2 separate regions of the Mus musculus genome follow, and region 1 is linked to region 2. A link is a contact called in public promoter capture Hi-C data. All regions are on one chromosome and are shown on one strand. Each heading gives the region's core, a stretch centred on a gene start, on an enhancer-like site or on the middle of the called end of the contact. The rest is flanking DNA. Distances are from core to core; before and after follow the strand shown. Region 1 holds the start of Crybg2 (crystallin beta-gamma domain containing 2). Region 2 overlaps Pigv (phosphatidylinositol glycan anchor biosynthesis, class V).

Region 1 (5,885 bases), core at 2,575-5,074, 410 kb before region 2:
TAAGAGTCTCCGCTCAGACTGGAGTCGCCAGAGACTTTTATGGGCTCACCTTACCACTTCCAAATGATGCCCATTGTCCAGGTCTCCAAAGGGTGTAGGCTAAGGCCTGACACCAAAAGGAGAGAGAAGAGAGGATGGGTCGCGGTCTCATTGGCTTCTAGACTGGGTCTCTATGCAGGGGACCAAAGGCTAAGAAACAGGAAACAGAATCCTTCTGAACTGCGTTCTGTCTCTGTTCCACCAAGGTTTCTTAGATTTCTTTTCTTTTGGTTTTGTTTTGTTTGTTTTTGTTTTTTCAAGAACAGGGTTTCTCTGTGTAGTCCTGGCTGTCCTGGCACTTGATTTGTAGACCAGGTTAGCCTCTGTTTCCCCAGTGCTGGAATTAAAGGCATGCACCACCATCTCCTGGGTCCTTCAAAGTGTTTGCTTTGTTTGTTTGTTTGTTTGTTTGTTTGTTTGTTTGAGACAGGGTTTCTCTGTGTAGCCCTGGCTGTCCTGGAACTCACTTTATAGACCAGGCTGGCTTCGAACTCAGAGATCCACCTGCCTCTGCCTTCCAAGGTTTCTTAAAAGAGAAGCTGAGAAAAAATGTTTGGCCTCAAGCAGTGACAGTGTCCGGTCTCTGACATCTAGACATCTATCGATCACTAGCAGATGACCTTGGGCAGGTCACTTCTTCAACTGCAGGCTCCTGGTGGGTTGAGTTCACACTTCAAGGGGTTTTACAGGAGAGAGAGAGAGAGAGAGAGAGAGCAAACTGGCTTTGCAAACTAAAATGCTGGCTCATGAACTTCCCAGTGTCCCCTTAGGGGTCTGTGGCTATATGTTAGCAAGTGTGCACTTGAGTCACATGGGAAGTAGGCAGGAGACAGGGCACCACTGTGGGTCTCAGAGGACCCTACACATACCCTCAGCCTTACAATGTACTACGCCTCAGATTTCTTTCCCCTGAAACCATCCCCCCCTGCCCCATAGGTGGAGAAGTTGTGGGGGGGTGCAGAGGTGCTGGGATTAGAGACACGTGCCACTCCATCGTGCCACTTGTGTGTGTGTGTGTGTGTGTGTGTTTGACTGGATGCCTGCTGTCCACCTCATGCATTCAGGAGCCCACAGAAGTCAGAAGGAGGTTTCAGATCTCTTGGGATGAAAGTTATGAGCAGTTTTAAGGCAACACATGAATGCTAGAAACTGAACCCCAGTCCTCTCCAAAAGCAGAAAGTGTTCTTAACGCTTGAGCCAGCTCTCTGGCGCCTTGGATCTTATTTCTTTGCAGTGCTGGAGATCAAACCCAGGACTTGGTGTGTGCTAGGCAGACACTCTGACTGAGTCTCCTTCTCAGCCCTCTTGTTTGTGCCCTTCCCTCATCCGAGTCTCTATTAGCTTCTTCCCTAAACGGGGACAGTGAACCACACCTGCCAAAGTGGAAATCTGGGTTTGGGAATTTCTGTCTTGGTAGCTACAGCAGCAGCCGTGTGTTGAGGGCACCCTCTTGGAGCACCTGGCTAAATGCTTTCCGCTTTCATTGTTCTACTGATCCAGGGAGTGCAGACTTCATGATGAGCTAAGAGCTAAGTGTGAGCTGGAGAAACGGCTCAGTAGTTAAGAATGAAATGCTGGGGCTGGTGAGATGGCTCAGTGGGTAAGAAGAGTACCCGACTGCTCTTCCGAAGGTCCTAAGTTCAAATCCCAGCAACCACATGGTGGCTCACAACCATCCATAATGAAATCTGACTCCCTCTTCTGGTGTGTCTGAAGACAGCTACAGTGTACTTACATATAATAAATAAATAAATAAGAATGAAATGCTGGTCTTACAGAAGATTCTAATTCAGTCCACAGCCATCATGTTGGGCTGCTTACAACTACCTGTAACTCCAGCTTTGGGAAACCCAGTGCCTCCTGCCCCAGAACACCTGTGTTCACATGCACATAACCATTTATACAGATACACACATACACACACATAACCATATATACAGATACACACATACACACACATCAAATGATAAATCTTTAGTAAATTATAAACAAACACGCCTATTTTGCCAATGAGATTTATAAGGTTCAGATGGATGCAAAATATTTTTCAGTCATACCTTAGCTGTGGAGACTTGTACCCCAAACCTCAGAGCTTAGCCACATTCCAAACTCCCCATATAAATGTTTATATAGGTTTACATATTTATCTGGTAAACCGAGTCTGTGTTTTGATGGCTACTCTATAAATTTTTTTTAATATTTACTTGTTTGCTTTTATACTTTCAGGGAGAGTCTCATTTTGTAGTCCTGGCTGTCCTGGAGCTCACTATGTAGACCAGGCTGACTTCGAACTCACAAGAGATCTCTACCTGAATCTGCCTCCCAAGTACTGAGATTAAAGGCTTGCACCACCACGCCTGCCCCTCTTTTTGATGTTCTGAGATAGCATTTTGCTATGTAACTCTGGCTGGCCTGATAGCATTTATGTAGCCCACTGTGGGCTCCAACTCAAAACAAGTCTTCGTTCTCACCTTCCCAAGCAGAGGGCTGGGATTATATGCATATACTAGCATGGCTGACTGGGGTTCCCCCCAGGGTTTGCTCATTTGTTTGAGACAGGGCCTCATGTGGACCAGTGCGGCTTTGAACTCTCTGTTCCCAAAGAGGGTCTTGAACTTGTTTTTTTTTCTTAAGTTACATTTGGTGAGTGTGTGTGCCTGTATGTGTGTGCACATTCCTGCATGTGTGCATGTGTGTGCACATGTATGTGGATACTCGTGTGTGTGTGTGTGTGTCCCACGATGCACGTGAGGACAGCTTGTGGGTTGTCCCCTTCCACCATGTGGGTTGAGAAGACTGAGTAGTCAGGTTTGACTGCAGACAACCTTTGTCCACTCCCTAGCCGTGACCTTGAACTCTGATTCTCTAGCCTCTACTTCCTCTGAATGGTCAGATGATAGGCATGCCCAACCCTTCCTTTTCCCAGCTCTGGAATGTAACCTAGGGCTTCAGAGGTGCTAGGCAAACCCTCTACCAACTGGGGGACCTCTCAGCCCTGGGGTTCACTTCAGACCTTAAGGAGCAATCCTTGCTTATATCTCCAAGTATGACATAGCAAGGCTGTTTTCAGACCTAGGGACCCCAAAGACCCTGCTCACCTAGCCCCCAACAGCTATACCCAGAGTGAGACATAGGCCCACTGCCCTAATTCTCTCCCCACTCCCTACCTCCCTCCTTCCTAAGAAACTGGAAGAAACAGAACTTTGACCTGCCCTGTGGCCCAGCAGTGACTCAGGTTTTATAAGGGGGCATAGATGAAAGGGCCTGAGGCCCACAGATGTCTGACTCAACTCCAGGACCACTGCTGGTTGTTACCAGTGTCTGGGATAGAGTTTGTGGGGCCTCTGACAGCCTGTGAATAAGGATGGGGAGTCCTGGATGACCCCCAAGACTTCCTTAGCCAGGGTCAGTTGAGAGCAGACACACATGGACACCCTAGGCTCAAACTCAGCTCCTTACAACAGCCCGACCCTGCCACCCTCACTGAAGCTGTGTTCTCTCCCCTGGGATCCCCCACTTTGTCCCTTACTCAGCACCACATAAGTAGCCTCCTCCTCACAGAGTCCCCTGTCTTCATCCCCCCAGATCGCTCGTCATTGGCGGCAAGCGACAAAGCTTGAGCTCTAACCGATTTGTTCACTCATTCATTCATTCAGTGCTAATTATTTGGGGCCAAGTGCCAAGTCCTGGCCAGACTCACCCAAGGCTAGCTTTCTTAAGAAGCTGATATCCCAGGAGTCAGATGTTTGGAAGGTCCCATGGGCTTCAGCAAGGCCACAGGGAAACAGCTTGGGGGAAACTGAAGGAAGGCAGTCCGCACAGGGTTGTATTGATGACGTCCCAGCAATCAGCTCCATGCCATTCTAGGCCCAGCCCAACCCAGGGACAACACCCCCTGATGGCCATTCATTCCTTAAGCATGTGGTCATAGCTTCTGCTTGAATACTTCTAGGGACAGGGAGGTCACCTCCTGACAGTTCACATGTCCCATCCCTAGACAGTCAAGATGGCTAAGATGTTTTTCATGTGTGTTGGAATGTGCCTGCCTATAGCTCCCCACTTTTGCCTTTGTCTGGAGACACACCCCAGTAACCTAGCTACCACCCCTGCAAACACAAGGGCCTGTTCCAAGAGCCCTCTCTTCTCCACGTCTACAAGTGGATTTGCTAGCAAGGTGACCTGTGACCTCTAAGCAAGGTGTGTGGGTATGGGAAGGGAGAGGCTGAGGGGGGTGTGGGGGGAGCGTGGGAAAAAAATCTCAGCTAACCCAACAAGTCCTGGGATTCTCCCCGCTTACCTGTGAGTCACCCCCAAACTAGGCCAAACCAGTCCACAGGCCCACATGCTGCCAAACACATGGCGCATCAGACAGGCATTCACAGAGTCGAAGACCCACCACATCACACAGCACAGAAATACAGAGATACCCGCCTAGACAAACGCAGCCAGGAACACACAGCAACACACACACATGGTCACACACCAAGAGACACAAACACACAGGGGCTCTGTAGGCGTGCAAGCCACACGCTCCACTACAGAACACACAGGCACCACAGCACATGTATGCACGTATCTCCGGAACACACCCATTCAGCTCACAGCCAACAAACAAGCTCTCTCTGCTTTGCAATCCATCTGCCCTTGAATAGGAACCTGTACTTGGTGCACGCAGAGCTCACACATTCCCGCGTGCTACCCGGCTGTACTCTGCCCTTTTCCCCACATTAGTCAAACCTGCTTAAAGAACCCTCCAGCAGAGAGTGGGTCCAGAAGGACAGTGTCCCTGAGAGTCACCTCCTTCCTCTCTAGGGACCTCCTACATTCCAACTCCAGGCTGTATTCACCTAGACCCCAATCAACCAGAACCCCATGTCCCCCACCTCACCCTCCTGCCTGTTTCCCATCTGCTTCTAAAACCAGCTCACTTTCCACCCCCTCGTCCTTGTACAGACTGCCTTCCTATGCTGGGGTACCCTGGCAGCTCTCAGGGCCAGTTTGGATCACCCGTGTCCTCCTCCCTAGGCACAGAACTGGCACACCAACCCCTACCTGGACCTCCTTGCTTTGGCTTTGTTAAGGGTGCTTTTAGATCCATAGTATGTTCCACACAGCAACCACAAGTTACCCTGTGCTCTGCACAGGGCCAAAGAGACCTCTTTGCAAGGTGTGCAGCCTTAGGGGGTTTGGGGAGGTGGCTAGGGTGTAGACAGACCTGGGTTTGAATTCTGACTGGCTGGTTGGCTTTGGGCAAGTGACTTACTCTTGCGGAGCCTCAGTCTCCTGCTCTCGTTAGCTGGGGTTGATGGGAAGGTTAGCTCCTAGTCTGTGGATTAAAGAAGACTACACTTACACTTGAAAAACAAAGCACAGATGACTGGCGCCTCTGCCATCAGCAGCAGCTTCTCAGAGGCCCCTCTGGTGGCCTAGGACTCGCCTAGAGAGGCCTCAATTTCATTCCTCCTTACTGAGTTATGAAGAAGCCATGCCTCCCCGCTCCGAGCCTACCAAGATGCTTTAGGGGACTCACTTCAACACAAATAAAACTCTTCTAAGCTTGGGAGTCTCGGCGCCTCTTTTCGTGGCTGCCCGCAGAGCCTGGTGGGATAATTACCATTGCCAATGGCGTGTACTTAATAAGCATCCCTGTTATTTTGCCAGCCCAGCTCAATGGAGTTCAAAGCATGTTCCAGTAGCCACCCCCTTCTTCCTCATCTCTGACTACCATACCCATTCAGCAAAGCAAGACTCAGAAAAGTTAAGCAACCTGTGCCAGGGCGCCCAGCACCTTGGCAAGGTTCCTATTCCCAGGCTGGGTCCGCAATCTCTTGCAAAGAACCCAGGAT
Region 2 (5,230 bases), core at 1,495-3,994:
TACAGGATCAGAGGTTTGATTTTATGTCCAGTTTTGAAGTTCTTGGCTGTCTCCAAGGAAGTCTTGTTCTTACACTGACCGGTTCTGTCTATTTGTGCTGTTCTTTGAGCCATGTAGTTAGGGAGATAAAAGAATCGTAATCTGTATCTGCGACCGACGGGATCAGCTTTGAAGTGAGTGCCAGGCAGGCTCAGACTGTGCAAGCAGGTGAGAGAGAATGCTTGGAGACTTGGCTCCAAACTCTTGTGAGATGGGAAAGGTTGAACTAAGAGGAACCGAGTCCTGCTGCTTCTCCCTGCTCTCAGCCCTTCTGATAAGGAGCCTCCAGGTTCCTACTTCCAAAGCAGACTAAAATGTAGAGACTGTGGGTAAAATTAGACCTCAGAGAGACCTTTTAGTATTGGTTGGCCCGTTAGTGTGGTAATTCCACTGAGACTGGTTGTTGGGAACACGAGGTTTGTCTGGCATCGGCAGATTAATAACATTCTCGGTATTAGGCAGATCTGCAGCTTTTGCTGAACTTGCTTTCCCAGTGGGATGTTGTTCGTTGTCAGGCCATGATTGACCCAGCCACATCACTGATGCTCCAACCAACATGGCTTTTCTAGGTTCTCACGCGGTTTTTGGCCTCTTCCACTCCTATCATGTACTGGTTTCCAGCTCACCTGCTTCAGGATCAAGAACCGCTGCTGAGGTGTGTGGACACAGAGCCTGGGAAGCTTCCTCAGGAGAAGTCCCCACCAGGACAGAAGGCCCCCAGAAACTGTCTCATGAAACTCTTCTACGATTGGAAGAGATGCTCTCCAGTCACAAGATGCGTTCTGGTCTACTTCCTGACCTACTGGCTTCTGGGACTAATTCTCCATTGCAACTTCCTGCCTTGGACTTGACCTGGAGTGTCAAGGAATGAAAGCTCTAAGACGACACCCTGGCTGGGACAGCCCGCACACTCCGGAGAGCACTGTGCAGTAGGATCTCTGGGTCTCTCTGGGGGCCAGCTAAGAAGGGAAAATGGGAGCACAGGCGCCCCTTCTCATCCTGGGCGGGGCAGGTGTAGGGGAGTAACTTCAGTGCTCAGTGCAGGGGTCTCAGATCTCCCTAGTCCACAAGTACTAGGCAATCTTAAACCTACTACTGATCCACGTGTAAGTCTGTCTTCTTGTTTTTTGAGAGAAGGTTGGTTTCTCTACATTGCCCTGGTTGTCCTGGAACTCACTCTGTAGACCAAGTTTATGTAGACCAGGCTGGCCTTGAACTCAGAGATTCATCTGCCTCTGCCTCTTGAGTACTAGGCCCACCACTGAGTGTGAGCCACCCCTGCCTGGCCTGGTGGATAAATTTAAATGTTTGATCAAAGCACAGGCCAACAGCCTGCCCCACTCAGGATGGTGGAGTCAGTGCAGTGTAGTGACAGAAGGAAGAGGGGACAGACAGCCTGCTCTAAGTGAGAGGTTTCTGAAGGTGGTTGTTTTCTTTTTTTTTTTTTTTAAAGATGTATTATATTATATATGAGTACACTAGCTGTCTTCAGACACACCAGAAGAGGGCATCAGATCCCATTGCAGATGGTTGTGAGCCACCATGTGGCTGCTGGGAATTGAACTCAGGACCTCTGGAAGAGCAGCCAGTGCTCTTAACCACTGAGCCATCTCTCCAGCTCCCTGAAGTTTTCTTTATGATACTGGTGTGTGTGTGTCTGTGTCTATCCTACAGACTGTGAAAATCTAAATACTCCTTTTGCAATGAATTACCTTTTTCTGGAGGAGGGGTAGTCAGGGGAGCTAAGACAAGGTCCCTCTGTGTAACTCTGACTGTCCTAGAACTTGCTTGCTATGTAGATCTGGCTGGTTTTGAACTCAGAGATCCTCCTACCTCTGCCGAACTAGTTTCTATAAATTATAGAGGGTTGAGGCTAGAACTCCGTAGTAAAGCACACGAGGCCCTAATTTCAGTAATAAACACCACTTGGATCAGAGCACAGGGTCTGAATCTTGGCTCCCATTCCTCACTTTCCAGCTGTATGATCTAAAGCCACCTTCAGAGCTTTTGCCTTCTCTGAAATTAAGGAGGAGACTTCTTCCCTGGGGTGTGATTTAGGCCTTAAATCTTGAGGCTACCTTAAACAAAAGATAAATGGAGGCTCACAAGTGGTCTAATGGGAAAGTCCTCCTTTGATCAATTGGAAACAGCCTCCCCCCCACCTCTGGGAACAACTCGGAATAGAAGCTGTCGTGGAGAGTAATGACACCTGGTGGAAAAGGGTAACCCAGGGTGACTGGTTTTCCATTCTCAAAGATCACACTTGCATGAGTCAGAGGCACCTACCCCACAGCCTTGATGGGGGAACCTTGTAGCTAAGTCAGTCCAAGGTTGTCTACTGTAGCATCTGCCCTGCTTCCTGGCTCCCTGTGGTTACTAAGAGTAACCCTGCCCCTGAGGAAGGATGACTCCAGGATGCTGAGGCTTGAGGTGAGCTTGAGGGCAGCTACAGAATAAGACCCTGTATAAATGAAAGACAGTGTCCCTGCTGCGCAGCGTTTGTGCATTCTTGAGCCAGGTAACTTTGGCTCGGTGTCACCATCCTTACTCCCCATTGGGCCAAAAATTCCAATAAGCAGCATTCTTCAAAACAGATGGCAGTCAGCAGTGGCTTCTGGAAAGCTCGGAGTTGGAATTTGGACACACTCCCTCCGACCGTGACAGAAAGCTCAACTTGCCAGCTGAAGGGAAGCTCCTGGCCCAGGCCCAGCACCCTCTGTGGGAGCCTCCAGCCAGCCTGGCCAACGAGCATTCCCACCCAGCACCACAGCACTAGCACAGCCAAGCATTTGGTCCAGAGTCAAATGCTACTGAAAATGTACACACAGATTGGGGCAGCCCTCTGCCTTCTGCCAAGACACCAAGTGCCCTTCTTGGCAAAAGACAACACCTCTCCCCTAGTGTGTCCCTCCAGCTGGCAGACTGCAGCCTCTTCCCCAGCAGCTGCAAATCCTAGGACTCCCCCTCCCCCTCCAAAAAAAAAAAAGTGCGTGGGAGGAGCCGGGATCCTTTGGTCTCCCTCTCTGCTCCACTTTGCCTCCGTTTGGAGGGTAACCAGAAGTGATTGTTCCTCTCCTGGGAGAGGTGACTCACCCCCTACAGAGCAGCTTCAGTCTCCCCTGTTTTGTCCCTAGAGCCATCACTGAAGAAACCCTACACCTGGGCACCCCGGCTAGGTAAGCACACCTGGAGAAGGCCGGGCTTCTGGCCTGGGAGGCTCACGGCTCAGCTTGTAAGGAGCGGGCTGACTTTATGACCAGCAGCTGTCCCTTTACCGGCCTATTAACAGTCTTTAATAGTCTGAAGGAGGACCGTGAAGGGCCCAAGGCCGGAGCTTCCTGTTTCCCCGAGGTCTAAGAATGCCACAGCTGGGTGGGGCGGCCACGGTTTCAGAGAAAAGTCATTTCCTTCCAAGACCCTGCTAAAATACAAACCAGACACTCTGAGGACCCAGAAGTGGATGTCTTTTTGTTCTTTAATGGAGGTGGGAAAAGGGGAAGCTTTGGCGGGTCTCTAGTAGTCCCACTGGGGTGGGGCAGCGGAAGTCTGGGTCTAAAAATGTAAAGTGTGGAGGCTTAAGTTTTTAAAAGGATTCTTTTCACCAGTTGTTTATTAATGCCTGTTTTGGACTAAGGCAGGCCTAGCCACGCCTCCTGTCCTCAAGTGTTGCTGGCCAGTGCACCGGAGCATTCATTAGGGAAGTGGTAAATTCTTTAAAAAGCAACATTTTAGTGTGTGTGTGTGTGTGTGTGTGAGTGTGTGTGAACATGAACATCCTATAGCCCACGTGGAAGTCAGCATTGCCCTCTTGTTGAGTCTTAGTTCTTTATTATGCTGTCCTTAAAACTGGGCATGTCAGGCCTGAGGACAAGTCCCTTCCCCCACTGAGCCCTCTGAGTGCTGGCCCAGAAGTAGCAAATTCTGAGGCATAAAGGACATGTTTTGCTATCTTTCTACTTAAATTTTTTTTATAACGAGGATGAATTAAAGTTTTAATTTGAAGATGGTGTGGTGCACACGTGCAGTCCCTGCCCTTGTGAGATGGAGCAGGAAGATTGTGAAATCTAAGCCTACTGTGGTGCACACCTTCAATCCTAGGACTCGGGAGGCAGAGGTAGGGGGGATCTCTGTGAATTGGAGGCTATCCTGGTCTACAGAGTGATTTCCAGGACATCCAGGGCTACGTAGTGAGGCCATGTCTCAAAACAAAACAAAACAAAAAGAACTGGAAAGATGTCTCGGTGGTTAAGAGCCCCAAGTCCTGTTTTTGTAGGGGACCCAAGTACAAGACCCTATCACTGTAGCTCCAGCAGAGACAACACCAGGAAACCTTGACAACCTGCACTCCTGAGCACATTGCACATAGGAACACAAACACTCTTAAACTCCATGGCCTAGAGAAATAGCTCAGTGGTTAAAAGTGTTAGCATTCTGTCTAGGCTCCACCCCACAGTGACCTGGCAACAGCCAGGTGTGCCTGACTCACTATAAAAGGGGCTGCTCACCGCCTGGCCCCCCACTGTCTCTTGCTCCTGCCTTCTTGCTCCCTCTGTTCTCTAGCCCCTCCCCCCACATCCCTCCCCCCACCCCTCCCCCTCTCTCCCTGCCTTTCTCTGTCTCTCCTACCCTCTCTCTTTTTTTCCCCCTCAAAGATCTTATTTATTTTATGTATGTGAATACACTGTCGCTGTCTTCAGACACACCAGAAGAGGACGTAGGATCCTATTACAAATGGTTGTGAGCCACCATGTGGTTGCTGGGAATTGAACTCAGGACCTCTGGAAGAGCAGTCAGTGTTCTTAACCGCTGAGCCATCTCTCCAGCCCCCTCTACTACCCCCTTAACTCCCCTCCCCAGGCTCTGAATAAACTATTCTCTACTATACTGTGTGGCTGTTCCCTCAGGGGGAAGGGATGCCTCAGCATGGGCCAGCTGAGGTACCCCCTTCCCCCATACCTTAACCACACTTCCACCAATTCCCTCTTTATCTTTTTATAAACAACAAAAAGTGTTTACTGCTCTTCCAGTGGTCTATGTGGTTCCAAGCACCCTTGTTGGGCAGCTTAAGACCTCTGGTAACTCCAACCCCAGGGACTCTGACATTCTTTTTAGCTTCCTTGGGCTCCTGAACACACATGGCATACACTCACTCAGATACATATATACATAAGAATAAACACATCTTCAAAGA

Evidence for each region. Promoter capture Hi-C pulls out the DNA fragments that hold promoters and counts their contacts.
Region 1: a contact with region 2 is called in a promoter capture Hi-C map of liver, with 2.0 times the contacts expected there. The contact joins the promoter of Crybg2 here to the enhancer-like site in region 2. A contact is called at or near these places in 2 of 39 promoter capture datasets (hippocampal neurons and liver), 1 of 115 datasets of contacts at active chromatin or transcription factors (embryonic stem cells) and 1 of 9 other capture datasets (embryonic stem cells).

Annotation. Positions count from the first base shown.
Region 1 is chr4:134,066,391-134,072,275 of GRCm38.p6, reverse strand. It overlaps Crybg2 (crystallin beta-gamma domain containing 2), which reads right to left and starts at 3,824. Exons shown (of 20, transcript NM_001162970.1): 1 at 3,740-3,824.
Region 2 is chr4:133,658,170-133,663,399 of GRCm38.p6, reverse strand. Pigv (phosphatidylinositol glycan anchor biosynthesis, class V) reads left to right here. Exons shown (of 4, transcript NM_178698.5): 4 at 609-1,975. The coding sequence ends at 890. Among named protein-coding and RNA genes, the nearest start is that of Pigv, 12 kb to the left of the region's middle. Within about 2 kb of position 2,744, at least 348 of the 459 cell types and tissues checked have an H3K27ac peak or open chromatin away from gene starts, as enhancers often do. A contact at or near this core is called in embryonic stem cells and liver, where this site is marked.